Regions from separate parts of the Anas platyrhynchos genome. Here region 2 is linked to region 1. Evidence: chromatin contacts called from public Hi-C data. All regions are on one chromosome and are shown on one strand. The core of a region is the stretch at or near the end of the contact, and the rest is flanking DNA. Distances in the headings are between cores, read along the strand shown.

Region 1 (3,406 bases), core at 601-3,100:
CTCATTCAGTACCTAAAGAAAGTGGCAAACTTTTAACCTTTTAACTCTTTTTCTTCTTTTCTTCTTTCTTTCCTTCTTTCTCTCTTTTCTTCTTTCTTTCGAGATTTTCACGTGATGTCTGTCAGTGGCCTAATATAAAAATGGTCTGAACTGTGGGAGTAGGACTAAAAGGACAAATGGGAAGCATGCATTTCCTGAGAGGGAAATGCGGCTGGAGGCAGCGGGTGCTTGGCTGAGTTCCCCAGGAGCAGAGGGTTCCCAGTGGATTTGCTTACCTGGAGATCGCAGTGGTCATCCAGACCAGGAGAGAGGTGGTAACCTGTTGCTGAGTCAACTTTCAAACAGCAACACAAATTAAGATCTTGTGAGCATACATGCCCTGGGGCAGCAGTTTCCTACCACCCACAAACAAGCAGATGACCTTTCTCAGGCTGATTTTTGTATTTGGCAGGAAGCTGCTCCCCTGTTTGTCCCCAAAACACATCTGGTTATTTGGGGAGTGTGACAGCATCTTTGCATTGGATACATTCAGAGGACACTATGAATTTATTCATTTATCAATCCTAACCAATTCTGGATTGAAAATCAGAAAATCGGGTCAGCTGCGAAACAGTGCTACATTTCACATCTGGAATGTGTGTTGCAGCTGCGCTTCAGTCTCGAGGTAATTATTTTGATCCCAAATCCAGTTGCTGTAAATAAATCTAATTAATTAGAATGTTTTTCCTTTGCCTTCACAGAAAAAGCTCAGTATTTCAGAAGAACCACAACCATCACAAGTGGGTCTTTGCTTCCATTCTGTTCAGTTGTCCTCATTTATAAGAAATGTTCTTCATCTAAGCCTCCATCTACTTCCCTCCCACACAAACCCAGTTTTATCTTAGATTTCTGACATTAAATCACTCCTATCAGAAAAGCTGCGTCAGTTCCCTGAAGCCTTAGCTTAATGCTAAAAAAATAATAATAAATAATAATAATAAAATTACTAAATTTTGAAACATTTATATACTATTTCCCTCCAGATTCTCCTTTTGACCTTGGTCACAAAAGCAAGCCAGTGCTAGTTTCTGTCCTATTGCACTCATTCAAACTGCTTTGGGGTTCATTCTGGTTTTGCTGTTTTCTCTAATGAGTAGCACACAGACTGTATAAATATTTTAAAAATGAATAGAATAAACTGTGCATACTCTCCAAACTCCCCTGGCTAGAATTCCCCTCCAGCAGAGACAGCAGAAATGCTGCAAGCAGATAAATATTACTGATGGCCGCCCTCATAAACAAGTGGATCAATTAGCTTCATTCTTTCCCCAGAAATGTTTCTCTCTCCTGCCAAACTGAAAAGCAGGCAAACTAAGGCTGCATTGCTTGAGTGAAATAAAAAATCCCAAGTTACTTAAAGTTTCTGTGGTGCCAGGTACGTCACGCTCAGGTCAGTAAGTTAAAAACGCTTTTGCACTGCAGCCAGTGACCGCCTTCCAGAAAAATAAAATTTGGTGGTGCCGAGAGATTTCGAGGCGATCGCACCATGTGCTTGTCCAGCATCCATCCATGCCAGTAACTCGTTTGTCACAGTATTTGCAGGAAGCCCAGGCGTGGGGCCAGAGGAGTTTGTTGGAGCAGAGCATGGAGCCCGAAGGCGAGCCCTGCTGCGCTGCTCCTGGGGTCAGGCGCTGAAGGAGGAAACCCGGCGTGTGGGAACACGCTCCAGCACGCTCAGAAGCCTTTCCATGTTCAGCACTAAAAATTCCGTGTTTATAAATAAAAGCACAGAGCCCCCCTCGGCCGGGTTTGAGGTGGCGGCGGAGGGAAACCCGTGCCCCGCTCGGGCCCGGCGGCGCAGCCATGGCGGCGCCAGCGGCCGACGGCTTTCGTGGGCTCCGAGGGCCCCCTAGCGGCTCCCGGCCTCCACACCGCCTGGTTTCGCCCCAAAATCGCCTCCTGGTGCTCCTTGCCCCGGTGAAGGGCCCTGAGGGGAGGCTGGTGGCAGCCGAGGCCGGGAGGAAGGCAGGAGAGGTGTCACGCACGGTGGGGCAGGCAGAGGATGGAAAACAAGTCTGTGGTGCACCCCCCTTGGGCTGAGCAGCCCCGCACTTCCTGACCCCAAATCAGACGATTGGGTAACAACAATGAAGATTTATAGTGAAAGGTCAGGGTTTCCAGTTCCCACAATTCCTCTAATTAGCTGGAGCCTCTCAGAGCAGGCTGCTTTGACCTTTTGTGTCCCCTCTTGCTCCAGCGCATGCAGAGGAAGCGCCTAAAATACATCGAGGCATTCATCGGCACGCCGAGCCGTGGGTCAGGAAGGGCTGCAGCTCTCAGAAACCCCCTTGAGCTGCTGTTAGGAAACAGCCAAGCGCTATTTAATGAGGATGTGGCATGATTAGGATTTCTCCAGTGACGCTCTCTGCAAGCCTGCCCGTCTCCCTTCACCACCGGGATGCTCCCTTCCAGGCCAGGATGCTGCTAAAAGCACAGGGCCAGCCCTGCAACTGTAAACAGATCTTGAGTTATAAACAGACTCTTAAAGAAGGAATGAAATCATTTATTTTTGCACCCTATGGAATGAAAAGAGAGAGAGAGAGACAGATGAACTACTGTAACTATTTTATGAAACTATGCATGCTCTAGCATCAGCTGTGCTGTCACTAACTTCTAGCCTGACCATGGTCTGTCAGATGTGAGGCCACATTACCTGTTTCTGTGTGTGACAGATAATTCTATAATCTCATATTTTCATGAGAAATAAACTTCACAAGTGATGCACTAACATATTGGTTTTGTATTCACCTAAACAATATGGCTGTTGTACGTCAAGTGCTGATGAATCCCGCTTCCTTATCCGGGGCTCTATCAGGGCTTGTAATCATTTCTGACAAACTTTTTAAAGCACAATTGCAACCTCATTGCTGTGACCTATTTTTAGGCAGACGAGCCTTCCCTAGAAGCTACTTTACAACTCTGAAGTTCTGTGCTCTGAATAGCAGACCTGAGTAGTTGTGAACATTTTACTGAAACAGCTTATATAGCACTGCATGGCTGGGGAGCAATTAGGTTATATAAACCCCACATAATGAAGGAAAAAATTGAAGATGTACATTAATGTCTTGGCAATTCCACCTCATTAAGCAACTTGTATGTTAAGAGCATTTTGTTCATATGATTTTTAAAGTGAAGACATGTTTCTTGGCAAAAACATTTTTTCTTCAACTTATGCAGGTAGAACATACATCACCTAGAGGTCTCAATTCACAGCTTAAAAGTCAATAGACTTATATTTATTTAAGTATTATTAGATAAATCACAATTATCCTAGGTTAAAATTCAACTCAATGTGTTGAAGATATGAGTTTTCAAGACTTGACTTGAAAAGTACCAGATCTTTATTTTTTCTATTAATTTGCTGCTT
Region 2 (3,406 bases), core at 248-2,747, 350 kb before region 1:
TATTTACATCCCTGTTTAGAAAGTGCAACCGTTTTAATTTGGCGATATTTAAAACCCACTTTCAAGCATATAAAATGATGTTTTAATGGAAGGAAACAAAGGCAAGATTGTAAGGACGTGTAGTAGCTGTAGTTTTAATATATGTACTCAAGATGGCAGTATGAAAGCAGGAAACAAATGCTTCTGTAGGGACTTCCCAAAGCTGTTTTGGATTTTCCCTGTTCTTGATTCTGTTGTGTTCTTAATAAGTCTGAACAGTTTAAACCACATAAAAATCCAAATTTTCTCATGTATGGCAATGAGAAACACCCAGAGAACAAATATTCAAGACAGGTTAGAAATCATTAAAACATGCAATATTAACAATAGAGTATTGACAGAGTAATGCACTTTTTGACAGAAATTCATTGACAGAATAAACAGTTTCAAAACACCAAATCATAAAAATAATAGCATTCGACTAAATCTTGGTGAACTCCTAGTGAAGACTAAAGCTTCTATGAATGTAACTGCAATGGGTTCTTCTACCATCAAAATGACAGCTATGATATTTAAAGCAAAATCTTGGTTCTCATTCTGAGTGGCAGCTTTTTTTCCTGTATTTTAATCTATTACCCATCACAGATGTCCCCCTTCTATCCTTTTGCCTCTCTGCCTTGTATCTCCTTCATGCATGCATACACGTACGTCCTTCTGTCAATGCACGTGCAATATCTCATGTAATTGTTTTTGTCCCTAATAAATGTCTGATGTGTTTAACTACAAACCAACATAATGTATCCTTTGTCTATAGAGCTGAAAATAATTTGATTTTTGTCTCATGGAGCAATAGAGTTTGATGCTGAGAAGCTTTAATACTATTAAATTCAGATTATGTTTGAACGTTTGTGTCAGGTATCAATTGGGAAGTTATTTTATGGTGTTTTATAATACAGAAGTAATGATTGTATAATAGGCTCTAAACAAAGGTAAAACAAAAGTTCACAGTAAATTGGTGACCAACACTGGGAAATACTAATATGGTGAGAAGATATCCATCTGGAGCCAAACAAATTCTTACAAAGAACTTCCCAAAAGAAATTCCTATAAAAACACAGTATTTCCACACAACTAGAAAATGAGGTGTGTTAACTTTTTGTGACAATGTAGCAATATTAAAGTAGCAATGTGTAAATACTCCAGGCCTCATTTATATCTCTAAATCTTCCATCAGCATGTTTCCCTTGACTGCAAACTAAAACAATGTGTGAGAGAGGGAGAAAGATGTCTGGTATTACAGGTTATGCTAAACCATATTTCAGCCTTTCTGCCTAATAAGAGGCCTTTTTGTTATGTTTAGAGAGGAGTGTGGTGACTGAGAGATGACTACGGGCAGCCAATGGATATGAGAAGTGAAAAAAAAAAAAAAAAAACTTGGCTCAAATTCTACTATAAGTTCCTGGTGCGTGACTGGAAGAAGCAGTTGAATCATTACCTTGTCTTTGCATGTGGCTGGAAAATACCATGGTGGTGTGAATCATCACTGTCCTGTAACTTCTCTTTCTTACCGTAAACACACAGTGTCTGGAAAAGTACTGTAGAACAAATGTTACTCTTTTGTAATTCTGGTTTAGGAAGAGATGCAACTAACAAACATCAAGATGGTTAGTCCTCTGTTTGCATCTCTGGAGCTTGGGTAAGCCTTTGTACAGAAATCCTCTTGAGAGCTAAGCATTGATGTCAGAGCCAAGATTTCCAAAAACTGGGTTTGCCTGCGTGTTACTTGCCTGCATATCATCTGTTAGGAGATTAGCACATGAGAGTGTACCTTTCCCCTTAAAAATGGATGTCTCCTAAGTTGGTCTAAAGGAGAGCTCTTAGAAAGGGAGTAAATGAAGCAGAGTTTGCTATATTACTAAAGTCTTAGAAAGCATGAAGATAGAATAATATTCTGGATTTTGACAGCAATTTCAAGTTTAAAACTGTCTCCAGTTTGACAAAGTAGGGTATACCAAACAAGTCACCATAGGAAATGCCCGGAGTCTGGGTCAGTGTTTTTGTTTCTCATGAAATAGGAGAATGATCTGCAAAACCCACATCATCTACCATCATTTATCAATGGGGATACACTATGGTAATCTTTACTCCTTATTAATAGAAGTTATGGGAAAGAGAGGGAGATGTTTGTAGACTTACTTGGGTTTCTTACTCCTAGTCTGCAGCAGCACTTCCAAAGAGTTATATGTAGCCATCTGGTTACCATCTGGGGCTTATCAAACAGCATGGGACATTTCCAAGTAGTTATGCTGCCAAAAAACTGAGCATCCACAGCTTGTGTATAAGAGTACCTGAAGGAAATATGCCTACTATATAATGGAAGCCATGCGTAATGAGCATATGATCCACTCTGGCTCTTTGTGTAATACTTTCTTTGAGTATTTGAGGCCAAATTCATTTAGGTGACAGTAGACATAACTCTTCTGACTTATTTCAGACTGAGTCTGGCCTTTGCTTTCTGAGCTATAATCATGCTAGCTGAAATTGCACTTTCTGGCATCAGTAAGGTAAAGCTACTTTTGTAGGACTCAGTAAATACCAAGGGTTTAAACCTCAGTTGAAGGCAGCTATACAGGGTGAGCATGGCTTCATGGATGTTCTACCAAAAGAACAATGTACCTTGCAACTCCTCTATGTCTTTGATCTGCAGCAGTGCCTACTCCTTGGGCATATTTGGATCTGTAGAACAGCCAGAGGAGAGTTACAACCCTAAAATCCATTTCCTAGACATCTGAATACAGCAGGAGTGCAGTAAGCCCATCATGACCACCTGAGTTTACAGACAAAAGAATGATTGCATCCCTTTGCATCTGCCATGCTTGGGCAATGGGTCATCTCTTCAGATGTAACAGAAAGTAAAAATCTTCTGCATTTCTATTCCTTCTATCTCTTGCTGAAAATACTGTTCTAGGAACACACATGGAGACACACACACACACACAAGTGATTAAATGAAACAAATCAGATGGCTTGGCTTTGATACTTCCTGTCCTTTCTCCACATAACATTTGGGAATTCCCTGAAATACACTCCAGTGCTATTAAGCTACCGTTGGACAGAGAATGTTATGGACTGCTTCTTCCATTTGCATAAACTGGTGTAGTTTCTTGGAAGGTAATGAACTCCCACATTGCACCTAGTTGAGGATTTAGCCCAAGGCCTACTATGACTTCTAGTACATTTCCTACAGAACAGTTATGTTACAACCCCTTCCTGAGATCAAGCTGAAAGTGCCTGTAGAAATGGCCCAGTTCATGACTTAAGCTCTTCCTTCAGGATATTTGTAGCATTCATATCACTACTGTGAAGGATTTTATAATCCTATGCTTCCATTTGTCATCAGCTGCAGAAAGTGTAACTCATGGGAGGA

The links. Hi-C and Micro-C count contacts between places; a contact is called where the count stands out from the background.
Region 2: a Hi-C map of liver shows a contact between it and region 1, with 5 times the contacts expected there. The contact joins two enhancer-like sites. A contact is called at or near these places in 4 of 8 Hi-C or Micro-C datasets (F1 follicle, liver, skeletal muscle and 1 more).

Annotation. Positions count from the first base shown.
Region 1 is chr1:21,414,370-21,417,775 of IASCAAS_PekinDuck_T2T, reverse strand. No RefSeq gene overlaps it. Among named protein-coding and RNA genes, the nearest start is that of MAPK11, 29 kb to the right of the region's middle. Within about 2 kb of position 1,850, at least 4 of the 8 cell types and tissues checked have an H3K27ac peak or open chromatin away from gene starts, as enhancers often do.
Region 2 is chr1:21,763,827-21,767,232 of IASCAAS_PekinDuck_T2T, reverse strand. No RefSeq gene overlaps it. Among named protein-coding and RNA genes, the nearest start is that of PLXNB2, 60 kb to the right of the region's middle. Within about 2 kb of position 1,497, at least 2 of the 8 cell types and tissues checked have an H3K27ac peak or open chromatin away from gene starts, as enhancers often do.